Regions from separate parts of the Oncorhynchus kisutch genome. Here region 2 is linked to region 1. The links are chromatin contacts, called in public Hi-C maps. All regions are on one chromosome and are shown on one strand. Each heading gives the region's core, a stretch centred on a gene start, on an enhancer-like site or on the middle of the called end of the contact. The rest is flanking DNA. Distances are from core to core; before and after follow the strand shown.

Region 1 (6,701 bases), core at 389-2,888:
GCTGACTAAATACTTTTTTGCCCCACTGCAGATTATAATAAAAGTGGGGCTTTTATTGCTCATAGGCTGGGATCCGCACTATGCAGCTGTTGCAAGAGCGCAATTTTCACTGGCTGTCCATTTGTTTCAAAGACAATGATTGATAGTCACCTTGAACTTCTTGAATTCAATCATTATTGGGTACAAATACACACTTAGATTTGTGAATAGCCATCCACAACAACCAAAATCCGTAAGGCGCAAATAGCTAAACGAGAGAGCAGCAGTGTGATTCACATCAATACGCTATGTAGATATCAATAAGTGATATCCGTATCGCCGTAGACTACACCACTGCTGTCATCCTTTCCTCCAAGCGTTTATTACATTTGATAATCTTCGGATGCCGACAGCAGTCGCACCATTGTAAGACATAGCTCGTACTGTAGCCTACGAAAGTTTATTTGTGCTCTTTTCCCGCGATCCATCAAACACATTTGGTGTGTCATCATAGTGGTCAGACTGGGTCAGGTGGAACAGATTTAAATGTGCGCCTTTTTCAATGCTGATTTGAATGTCATCGAGAAAACAGTGTTGTCAAATATGTTTTTCCCGCAAACATCCTTTCCTGAATTTAAACGTAATCTTCAAATTAATCATCTTGTTTTTCAAAAGTTTCAATTGATTACAATATTTATGCTGGTAACGGATTACAGTTACCGTTTTTGTAATCCCTTACATGGAACGGATTCCATGAAATCCGTTACTCTCCAGCCCTGCCTGACGTACCCTACAGGGTAAACAATTGCCATTCAACCAGTTTTGAAAAGAGAAATCATTCTGCTCCATTGTAAAGTGCAAGGGTGCCACACTATTTGAGCACAACTGTAAGTGCATTTCATTACCTTGCAAATCACACATTGGACCTGAAATCAAATCGTGTCACATGCTTCCTAAACAACTAGATGTAAAGTAGACTAACAGTGAAATGCTTACTTACAGGCCCTTCAAAATGCAGAGGGAAAAAAATTAGTAACGATAACTTGCCTATGTACACGGGGTACCAGAAATGTAGCATAACATAGGATGATGACATTGGCGGAAAGGGAATAGGGGATACCTCGTCACTTGTATAATTTAACGCTAGCATATTGATTCAATCTCAGGCGTTTTAGGGTACAGCATAAAGGCAAATTAACATAATCAATGCAATTCCGAATTATAAACGCTAGATGGCAACATTGGCACATTTAACTCGTTTTTGACATTGCAAATAATAGACAAAAGTCTTAGGTATGGCTTTTTAGTTCTGTTATTGCTAAACAAGGTGATACTTTCCTTGTATTTTTAATGAATGTATACGAAGTCGATGCATTTTAACCAGGAATCAATGACCAATTCGCTTACAAATTATGGTATGCTTACAAATACGGTACTTCGAATGTTTAGGAAGGTCATTCTTTAAATCTCGAGATGATTTACCGCCCAAGAATAATGATCATGATGATGCTTTCCAAACAAACAGTTCGCACATGCATATCCTTGGCAGCATATGTCAACAATCAAGAACCTCCTCCTGCTACCACAAATACGTCCTCATAACCATTTTCTTCAATTCATATTAAACCCTCCCCTCTCCTCTCCTTCCTCCCCCCTCTCTTTGATCTAGGTTGCTCGATCCCTCTCTCGCCACCTGGCGTTGCTACTGTCATGTTCTTTCGTCTTACAGCGTTCCGAAGGAATATAATGTTGTTGCTTGCATGCGTTCTATAAAAGATATTCCATGAACACGGGTTGTACCCGCGTATGCTACCCTGCGCCCAAGCCTTTTGGGAGGGGAGAATGAAGTTCGCTCCTGTGTAGGGTGTTGCTTTTACTACTACTCCCCCATCTCGCGTTCGTTTTCCTAGTGTGTGTCAGCCTATATATCAGGGTGGATGAATGCTGGATTCTTTCCTTCATACAAACTCCTATCCGTTCTTTCGGCCCGCTACACCCGCTTGCCTCGTACCCGGGGGCGCATCTATCAGCATAGATAGACCTGCGCTGGCTCCGAGAGGGCCTTGAGGTAGATATGCTGTAGTGTGGAATACTCCCTTTGGACGGTCGGGTAGGAAATGCCGGTGGTGTAAAAAAAAAAAAAAGTCAAATTCATATTTTTACTCGTCGCACTGTTCTCGGCGGCTGCCAAGCTCGGGGCTTAGCGGCCTGTACACACAAAATGTCGACCAGAACGCCATTACCCACAGTGAATGAGCGTGATACAGAGAATGTAAGTATCCAATGTTCCTTCTTCCCTATGGCATATATTTTCCTAAGGACGATATTATTTTTGGCTGAGTTTGTGTGGTGGTACCTTGTGAATCACAATAACGCTAAAATTGGGCTGGTCTGTGTAACCTCTCGGTCAGCAAGCTAGCCGCATAGCCCACTGAGTATTTAGCTAACGTTACCCATCCTCTGCCATTGTCATTTTTTAAACATTATTGCATTTGAAATCGTTTCATCAGATCAATTTTTACTCGTGCTATTGTAGGTTATAAGACTACAGGTAAACATTCATATTTGTAGTAGCTAGAATTTGGCCATGTCTGCGTGGAAGACTGCGTCCTAAAATATGTGTTCTGATGCTTTCGGTTATCTATGACTGGGAAACCGTTGCCCACAAATCAGATACAATGTTAACTTGTGTCTGTCGGTCCTCGCTGATTATTACAGCCAAAGTTACACCGTATCTTAATTTCTGGAGGAGGCCCGTTTTGAAAATGTGCCATAGCATAGGACAATTTCTATTGTTAGCTTACTGCAACATTAGATCCAGACCATGTTCAAAAGCTGTGACTCAACTTGAGAGATCATGGTAGGCCTACGTGCGGGAAGAAATCTAGTTCAGCAGGCGGTCTAAGTGCCTTGACTGATTACCCCCTGTCGTACTGTAGTTAATGACGCATTTTGCTCTGATTAAGACAATTAACATGGCTTTCAGGTAGTTGTTACAGGTAGGGCCTAGTAGTTACATCCATTTTTTGACTTGTAATTTAATGATAGACTAAATACCCATTCATTCTTTAAGAATATAACTCATAAATGCCCCATGAGTTTATTTCAACTGTCTTACCCCCAAATATAAGCTTTTACTCCTGTTTGTAACAATGTCATTGTTAAACACTCAAAACATGGAACTATTATTTATCTCATGGATGGTCAGTCTGCATCCACAAAGCTGCCTTTGAGTTTGAAAATTCAGATGTCAAAACGTAGGTTGTGACCAATGATGTATATAAGCCCTGGATTGCAGATCCTATGTATTGGCCACGGGTCGGCCATATTGACACTCCCCGGAAGGCGCAGTCCTCCACAGGAATGAATGGAATTCTACATTATTTCAATTAAATGTTTTTAAAGGCAAAAGTACATATATTTAACGTTTCTGATGTGGACAGTAGAATTAATCATCTCAAAAAATTACTTTAAGAAATGTTGTTTTTAGATTAGTATTTTTTATTTAGAAGTTTAGCTCACATAATATAATTTAAACATATGCATTAAAGTGACAGATTTTTCACCTAGTCGTCTCGGGGATTCGAACCAGCAACCTTTCAGTAACTGGCCCATCTCTCTTAACCGCTAGGTCAGGAAAGCTGCAGAAGTGCGTGCAGGTTACTATTAACTATCATTTATCAGTGCAATTTTGACGGCCAACTAAAAGCTGAAAAGTTTGAGGGCTTATCTACTGTTCCCTCTTTAGATTTTAGCTCATCTCTCTCTGGCTAACATTAGTTGTTTATCTTGTTGTTGATAGGAAACTGAGGGAGAGCGAGCCTACCTTTTTCATGGTTGTTTCATCAATAGGACTGTAAAGTTCCCAAATGTAAGAGGACTCCCGTTGTATTTATATATTTTCATAAATCCATTCAGGTGCATTTTGTGGCTTTTGGCGACTGCTTTGTAATGATCTAAAGTTGCGCTGTTGCTACTGCCTGTAAACACAGTCTGGTTAAAAGTGAATGATGGCAGGGCCATGTGGCAAATGGCTTGTTTGCATACAGGCTTAGTGTAGCTATGATTGGCTATGGTGCACCGGTCTATGTAAACTACAGTCTTGGACAAGACAGATGCTTTTTTTTTATTAGGTTTTAATTACTGCAGTGTTTATTAATTGTCCAAAAGCACTGCTGCTTTGATTCCTACTCTATATTTCTATAGAAATTCCTCATGCCTTTCCCATACGTCATTCCCAAACATTCTATGAAAATGTGAAAATGACTAAGTGCTTGTTTGTCAGACAATTTAGAAAAGTGTCATTATTCCTGGGGGTGTATATGAGCAGATTTTTAACAAGATTTTATGTTGCTAAAATGCTTTCAGTTGGTCTTTAATAATGAAGCCAGTCAAGTTTTTGAACTGTCACCGAGAAAAGGGTTTGCGATTGCATGTTTATGAATGACTGTTGGCACCACGTGTAAAGTGTAATTCAGAGTCTACCGATGCAGAGACATGATAGTCTGGCATCCCATTGTGACATGGCTACGTGCCTCTGAGACTGTCTGCAGGGGAATGCCAAGCCCGAATGCACACCTCTCAAATTCCCAACCAACGCAGCTTCGCGTACTCAACTTCTATTCATCTGAATTAGAGGTCGACCGATTAATCGGTATGGCCGATTTCAAGTTTTCATAACAATCGGCAATCGGTATTTTTGGGTCCCGATTTATTTATTTTTTTACACACCTTTATTTAATCTTTATTTAACTAGGCAAGTCAGTTAAGGACACATTCTTATTTTCAATGACGGCCGAGGAACAGTGGCTTAACTGCCTTTTTCAGGTGCAGAATGACAGATTTTCACCTTGTCAGGGAACCAATCTTGCAACCTTACAGTTAACTAGTCCAATGCAATAACAACCTGCCTCTCTCTCTCGTTGCACTCCACAAGGAGACTGACTGCCTGTTACACAAATGCAGTAAGCCAAGGTAAGTTGCTAGCTAACATTAAACTTATTTTATAAAAAACAATCAATCATAATCACTAGTTAACTACACATGGTTGATATTACTAGATATTATCTACCGTGTCCTGCGTTGCATATAATCTGACTGAGCATACAAGTATCTAAGTATCTGACTGAGCGGTGGTAGGCAGAAGCAGGCGCGTAAACAACTTTCGTGCGTTTTGGCACTGTTTATGACTTCAAGCCTATCAACTCCCGAGATGAGCCTTGTGTAACCGAAGTGTCGTTAATTGTCGTTACGTTGCTGGTTTGAGCCCAGGGAGGAGCGAGGAGAGGGACGGAAGCTATACTGTTACACTGGCAATACTAAAGTGCCTATAAGAACATCCAATAATCAAAGGTTAATGAAAGACAAATGGTATAGTGGGAAATAGTCCTATAATTCCTATAATAACTACAACCTAAAACTTCTTACCTGGGAATATTGAAGACTCATGTTAAAAGGAAACACCAGCTTTCATATGTTCTCATGTTCAGAGCAAGGAACTTAAACGTTAGCATTTTTACATGGCACATATTGCACGTTTACTTTCTTCTCCAACACTTGTGTTTTTGCATTATTTAAACTAAATTAACAGGCAATGCATTGATTATGTGCAACACAGGACAAGCTAGTTAACCTAGTAATGTCATCAACCATGTGTAGTTAACTAGTGATTATGTGAAGCTTGATTGTTTTTCATAAGATAAGTTTAATGCTAGCCTGCAACTCTTACCTTGGCTCCTTGCTGCACTCGCGTAACAGGTGGTCAGCCTGCCACGCAGTTTCCTCGTGGAATGTAATCGGCCATAATCGACATCCAAAAAATGCAGATGACTGATTGTTATGAAAACATGAAATCACTTCAATACACATTGCCTGTGAGCATCAGTCATCCAGTTGCATACACAGCTTGAGCAAGACATTCATCAGCATTTCTCTGACTATGTTTCTCCATTGAGTCAAAAAAACGTATGATTCCAGGAGCTGTTGCTATCGATAAGGTGTCTGACTCATAATTTTCACCTCGAATAGAAGTCGAGGGACTTTTGTCAGAGGTTGCTTGTTGTGAGCGCTGAGTGAACTTTATGCACTTGGCCAGATGATTCTGCATATTTGTTGCATTCTTCACATATGATTTGGCACAGTATTTACAAATGTACACCGTTTTTCCTTTTAATTAGCTGCAGTGAAATGTCTCCACATCAGATAGTGCCCGTGGCATTTCCCTGTAATGATTTGAAAAAAAATAGTAAAAAAACAATTCCATGTACAGATAAATAGTTAAGCAGTTAGATTAAACTACTCCTTTGTAAGATACATGTTTTAAAATGAAACTTGTATGGAAACAGGTGAATCAACACTCCTCAGTTAGGAGGCTCAAGCCAGCTAAAACCCACATGGTAGCAAAAACTAACTAGCAGAAATTGTTAGAAATGTCTTAAACACATTATGCTGTAGGCTACTATTTACTAGTTAACAAAAAAAATATAAAATAAAATATATTCACCCCACCCAGTATTGTAATCAAAACTTACGAGAAAGCATGTAGTCCTTGGCTCAGACTGTGTAGTAGTGTGGGCTCAATAGCATCTTATTAATGTGCAAGATCTTGAGAATCAGCTGTCCATGTGATGGAAGTATGCACTGCACAGGTGATGGAAGGGGTTGCAATTCCATTGAATTGGGGATAGTTTAACCAAAATATGCCACAAGATCTAGAATTGCCT
Region 2 (6,820 bases), core at 2,063-4,562, 130 kb after region 1:
AACTTCAAACTGTGCTGCACTGCAGTCAAGTCCGATTCCCACGGTCCCGCCACTCCCGAATTCTGCCTGGAGAGTCCTCCGGATCCACTCGGGTCACTCTCCTTTGTTGCCATGGCAATCTGTAGGCTGACAGGTGTGCGGTAGATGTCGGACAGTTTGTAGACCTATGCAAATGTACATCTACAAAGACTCTGTTGACATTAACATTTCCTATTCCAGAAGTCCTGCAATTGACTGACTACCTGCATGAATTTGACATTCAGAAAATCCCATTCAAAGCTCTCCATAATGAGATATAGTCCAAACATTTGTGCATGAAAGTGTTTAGTAAATAGGGGGAGGGGTTTATGTAATATCCCCACATTTTAAAACAAACCTATCTTTTTTAAGGAGTTTATTCACATGGACTTATAACCAGGGCCGTAGCTACATATGAGGACACCGAGGTCTGGACCTCCTGTAATATTTTTTAATACAAAATAAATACATTGTCAGTCACTTAATTAGACCATGGCTGTTAACCTTTTTTAGATTGGTAAATGAGTCGTTAGTCTAGCCAGCTAAACTTTCATGGCTGAATTACCGACCCGGATCGCAAAGCATGTACCCAGGGGTCCTGACATCCAAGGGGCCCACATTCGTTCTGGTATTTACTCTTGTATCATAATAACATGGCAAAACATGTAGAATTGCAGGAAATTGTCTGTAAACTACAACAAATCTGTAAAAATGTATTTGTTGACCTTTTTTGTAAATAAAATACTTTTCTGCCAACAGATCCCTCTGTACATATACAATTATAGTTTTAAATTCCGGTGCTGATGGAGTTGATGCGAGTTAAAGTGTAGTGGCTAATTGTTTAGCTAATATGCTATTGTTGAATTCAGAAGTTTACATGCACCTTAGCCAAATACATTTAAACTCAGTTTTTCACAATTCCTGACATTTAATCCTAGTAAAAATTCCCTGTCTTAGGTCATTTAGGATCACCACTTTATTTTAAGAATGTGAAATTTCAGAATAATAGTAGATTTATTTCAGCTTTTATTTATTGCATCACATTCCCAGTGGGTCAGAAGTTTACATACATTCAATTAGTATTTGGTAGCATTGCCTTTTAAATGGTTTAACTTGGGTCAAATGTTTCGTGTAGCATTCCACAAGCTGCCCACAATAAGTTGGGTGAATTTGACCCCTTCCTCCTGACAGGGCTGGTGTAACTGAGTCCTCCTTGCTCGCACATGCTTTTTCAGTTCTGCCCACAAATATTCTATAGGATTGAGGTCAGGGCTTTGTGATGGCCACTCCAAAACCTTGACTTTGTTGTCCTTAAGCCATTTTGCCACAACTTTGGAAGTATGCTTGGGGTCATTGTATGCAAATGGACATCCAGTTGGAAGACCCATTTGCGACCAAGCTTTAACTTTCTGACTGATGTCTTGAGATGTTGCTTCAATTATCCACATACTTTTCCTACCCCATGATGCCATCTATTTTGTGAAGTGCACCAGTCCCTCCTGCAGCAAAGCACCCCCACAACATAATACTGCCACCCCTCTGCTTCAGGTTTGGGATGGTGTTCTTTGGCTTTCAAGCCTCGCGCTTTTTCCTCCAAACATAATGATGGTTATTATGGCCAAACAGTTCTATTTTTGTTTCATCAGACCAGAGGACATTTCTCCAAAAAGTACTATCTTTGTCCTCATGTGCAGTTACAAACAGTAGTCTGGCTTTTTTATGGTGGCTTTGGAGCAGTGGAGTCTTCCTTGCTGAGCGGCCGTTCAGGTTATGTCGATAAAGGACTCGTTTTACTGTGGATATAGATACTTTTGTACCTGTTTCCTCTAGCATCTTCACAAGGTCCTTTGCGTGTTGTTTTGGGATTGATTTAAACTTTTCGCACCACAGTAGGTTCATCTCTAGGAGACAGAACTTGTCTCCTTCCTTGAATGGTATGACGGCTGCATGGTCCCATGTTGTTTATACTTGCGTACTATTGTTTGTACAGATGAATGTGGTACCTTCAGGCGTTTGGAAATTGCTCCCAAGGATGAGAAGCTTCTAAAGCCAAGACATAATTTTCTGGAATTTTCAAAGCTGTTTAAAGGCTCAGTCAATTTAGTGAAGGTAAACGACCCACTGGAATTGTGATACAGTGAATTATAAGCGAAATAATCTGTCTATAAACAATTGTTGGAAATATTACTTGGGTCATGCACAAATTAGATGTCCTAACCGACTTGCCAGAACTATAGTTTGTTAACAAGAAATTTGTGGAGTGGTTGAAAAATTAGTCTTAATGACTCCAACCAAAGTGTATGTGAACTTCCCGACTTCAGCTGTATATGTTTGTAGATCGAGGTGAATGAAGCTACAGCAACCAATGTTATAATGGCTGGGGTCATTTTTGCTATTTTTGAGGTTCTCCAAATAGCAATTGAGTGTTTTTAAATTGTATAGAAATGCAGTTAATGAGCTTCAACTGTCTTACCATCTATTGAAATGGTGGCGGGGGTGCTTCCAGACATCACTAAAACTCAGACCCTAGCTACAGCCCTGCTTGTCGGGATGTTCAGAAAGGCATTAGTGCGTGGTAAATTTTCCATCTTCTAACATGTTTAATGTTAAATCAAGCAAATATTCCTATGATTCTCAATCGGCACCCATGAAGGACCGTGGATTGTCTCATCAGAATCTCCCTTTCAGAAATCCCCTTAGCCTAGTGGCTTAGTGCTGGTGGAATCAGCGATTCTGTCTTTGGGGTAACCCCCTCGCAGCCCGCGGTAATGGTGCGCGGCAAATCCTTAATGAGACAATGGACAATTAAGCAAAACATGGCTTATGTTGTATTATTACATTAACAGTTCGAGGGTATTCATTGACGTTATATTGAGAAAGACAAAAAGCCGCGACGGAATTATGCGCTCTTTGCAGCACTACAATTTCGGGGAATCCCCACTGCTGAAGAACAGCATAATTAATTATGATTCCAATAGATGAAAACATCATGATTATTATCATCCAAGGGAGTTCTGTGTTTATATTGTTTAGTCAAAAAGGAACACTGAAATGATTTTGCTTTCGTTTTCATAGCCTACATAATTAACAACCGTTGCATTGAAGATCTGAACAGGCAGATCTGACCGTGTGCGTTCTTACCGTGTCTTTAAAAACGGAATGTGCGACGATGTTCTTGGTTTACTTTTGTAATTTACATCCACATTCATATGGCAAAAACGTCTGCACAGTACCGAGTGTGTAGCCCAGGCTATACGTCACAACTCGGCGTGCCGCAAATTGTATATGAGCGGAAAATGTTTCAGGAAGTGAATGTAACGGCACTGTGTTCACGGTTCACACCCTTTGAATGATCGTATCCTGAAACGCTGTCAAATAAAATGTATGGTTGGCACCTTGCATAGCCTCCCTGAATCGTATCGAGGTAGGGTGCTGAAGAAATTGTCCCTTTTTTATGCATCCACAGGTTTAAAATTGTATTTGCTGGAAATTGAGAGTTGAAAAATTGGGAAGTTTCAAGTTATTTTCAAATAGATTGTGATAATTTAACTATAGGCTACAGTTCACGGAGCTAGTAGTTCGATCAAACCCAAACGTCAGAGTGGTGCTTATAATACTGCTATATTACAGGTTTGAGCATATAGAAATGTAATAAGTGGTCTAAAATAACATGCATACATTTAGAAATGTTGAGCACAATGATACTGCTTTTTAATATAACAAATACATTACAACAGAATCATGTAGGCCCTAGGCCTCGTAAGTCAAGGCCACCAAGAAGCACAGCTGATGTTTTTACATGCATGGCAAAACTGGTTGAATCAACGTTGTTTCCACGTAATTTGAACCAATATAAAACTGATGAATCAACGTGAAACTGACTGTATTTGCAAAAAGTCAACGTAAGGGCATATTTTTTTAACCTACATTTTAACCTTAACCTTAACCTAAATCCAATGGCATGGTAACCAAAACTAGACCAACTGATGTCTGCCCAGTGTGCCGATATTATTTACATAAGCCTATGCTATTTAATTGCATTGGTTTAGAATTATTCCACAGCAGTTACATTGAGGCATGATGATTTTAGGAAACCATTCAATTGTCAATTAGGCATATCAAACATCAGAAACAACGCTGGATGCTGATAAAATGATTTAGGCTAAAGTAGACAAATCAATTAAAGGTAAACTATGCAACAATTCCAAATGTAAAAAAAAAAATGTAAGTGCTATTTATATTTGGGATTGCACCAGTATGCTATATTTTGGGGGCAATATTCATTTCAATTTAAGCAGGCAGGGAAATGTAATGATTTACTATGACAACATAGGGCAAACCAAATAAATGTACTATAATAGACTAGGAATTGAAAAATGTTTGAAAGACACTTGATTGAAATGCAAGTGCAACGAGAGACCGAAATAATGGCAAGCGAATAGCATAGTAAACACAATGTCATGTATTTTTAAGGCAAAATGCAAGTCCTCAATGTCCATGATTATACTTACTTCTGGCCACATTATTTCCACAGGAAAGGATTAATGACTCAGTGTATTAGTGGTTCAAAGGTCATTTAAGTTCGCATTTCAACATGTTAAAGCTGGTCACCATGTACAGTAGTGAATTAGCCTATTTCCTCCTCCATTCCTTAACAGTGATTAGGCAGAATTTGAGAAACGTTCCAGAAATCTTACAACCAGGATTTCTGGAGAACATATAACATTTTACGGAATCTTTCAACCCCGAACATGAAGTGGCACTCATTCATTCCCAAAACTTGGTAAGAAACTATTGATCATAGCTGGACAGACAACATAAAACAAAATGTTAGAAATATTTAAATGGATATGTTAGGGACTATGCCACATCTTACACTGGGAATAACTGATAGGCGACCGTTAAAAACACGCTTTTGGATTTTGTTTTAGTTATATCATCATGGTTTAAAATTATGCAAACATTACACAACTGTACAGAAGTCAAACATTTTGTTCTTTCAATATATCTTAAATGAAAATCATTTAAACAAATTCCTGAAAATGTGGCTCACTGACTACAACAATCAATTGACTGACAGTGACACCCTCGTAGCTTAATATTACATTAAACAAGTTCATTTTATTAAGCGGTTCATCATTTTTTTTCAATCGGTTTCTTCCAGTTTAGATCAATTCAATCACGTAAATACAGTTGTCCTAGACGTGTAAGAGCACTTACACAATGGTTATTATTAATACTGGACATAGGTAAAAATCAGTCTAGAGTCCATAGCACCGAGTAGAAAAATACATAATGCTTATATAAAAGATAAGTCTATATTCGCTCAAAGAACAAATATGCATTACGGCAAATCAAAGAATCCAACAGAAACATGGCAACGCCACCTTTTCACTAGTTGTGTGTATTGTCCATCATAGTGTCTTCAATATACCTTTTTGTTTATATACTACTTGCAAATTTTGCCAGTTTGTAAAATATACATTAACCAGAAGCCAAGAACACTTTCAAAAAGAACCAATGCTTCTAGTAAATCTTTAACATCACCAACACATAACATCTAAGCAAGTCTGTTAAAGATGAGTGAATAAAAAAAAAGTGATTTCAAATAAATAAAAAAACTAAGACCTAACCTAATATACATATACTTTAAAAACTTCAACGGTTTTACTTTTCTCATTAATATACATCATTTCCTCATAACAACCAACGATTGACGACCTTCAGGAAAACAACAGCAAACAAACGACCAAGTTAAAAAAAACGACCACGACTTTTCAGTTTTCTTCCTTCGCCATTGCACACACTCAGTGCAGCGTGGAGGAGGACGGCGTCTCCGATGGGATACCCACTAGGGTGGGGGGCGGCTGGCTGGAGCCTGGGCACCCTGTGGAGGTGGGGACAAGAGGCCGGGGATTGAGGCGTGGGGGCTGGTGGTTGGAGGGCCGGATGAGTGGGGGGGGCTGGTTGAGCACGGGCCGGGGTTGGAGGAAGCGGGCCTGCTGCTGGAGAGGGGGCGGCTGCCTGTGGAGGGCTGGGGTGGCCGGCAGGGAGGGCCGTAGGAGCGGGGGTGGCTGGTTGAGCGAGGTTGCCGACGACATCACCAGGGTCTGGAAAGTTGCAGAGGAAGTAGCAGCGGGAGAAGGGCCTGACGAGAGGGTCACCTGGCCCTGGAAGAGAGAGGCGTGAGTTGGGATTTCAGACCAAAACACAGATGGGCAATACATTACAGCATACAGTGCATTCGGAAAAGTATTGCGAACCCTTTTACATTACAGCCTTACATTACAGATTTTTTTTAACATTTTTTATTCTCCCATCGACACACAATACCTATAATGACAAAGCAAAAACAGGTCTTTAGAATTTTTTGCAAATCTATTAACATAAATACCTTGATTTACATATTATTCAGACCCTTTGCTATGAGAATCGAAATTGAGCTCAGGTGCATCCTGTTTCCATTGATCATCCTTGATGTTTTTACAACTTGATTGAGTCCACCTGTGTGGTAAATTCAATTGATTGTGCCATTCCAAATCATGTCCACACACACACCTGTCTATATAAGGTCCCACAGTTGACAGTGCATGTCAGAGGAAAAACCAAGCCATGAAGTCGAAATAATTGTCCGTAGAGCTCTGAGACAGGATTGTGGTCTAGGCATTGAACGTCCCCAAGAAAACAGTGGCCTCCATTCTTAAATGAAGGACGTTTGGAACTACCAAGACTCTTCCTAGAGCTGGCCACCCGGCCAAACTGAACAATCATGGGAGAAGGGCCTTGGTCAGGGAGGTGACCA

The links. Hi-C and Micro-C count contacts between places; a contact is called where the count stands out from the background.
Region 2: a Hi-C map of muscle shows a contact between it and region 1, with 9 times the contacts expected there. The contact joins the promoter of traf5 here to the promoter of LOC109875518 in region 1. A contact is called at or near these places in 2 of 2 Hi-C or Micro-C datasets (liver and muscle).

The regions. Positions count from the first base shown.
Region 1 is chrLG20:37,455,110-37,461,810 of Okis_V2, forward strand. It overlaps LOC109875518 (serine/threonine-protein kinase MARK1), which reads left to right and starts at 1,639. Exons shown (of 18, transcript XM_031798890.1): 1 at 1,639-2,251. The coding sequence starts at 2,201.
Region 2 is chrLG20:37,584,349-37,591,168 of Okis_V2, forward strand. traf5 (Tnf receptor-associated factor 5) reads right to left here and starts at 3,313. Exons shown (of 11, transcript XM_031798891.1): 1 at 3,160-3,313; 2 at 1-126. The coding sequence starts at 3,227. LOC109875523 (REST corepressor 3) reads right to left here. Exons shown (of 12, transcript XM_020467852.2): 12 at 3,713-6,188. The coding sequence ends at 5,826. LOC116355390 (a long non-coding RNA gene) reads left to right here. Exons shown (of 2, transcript XR_004204409.1): 2 at 1-774.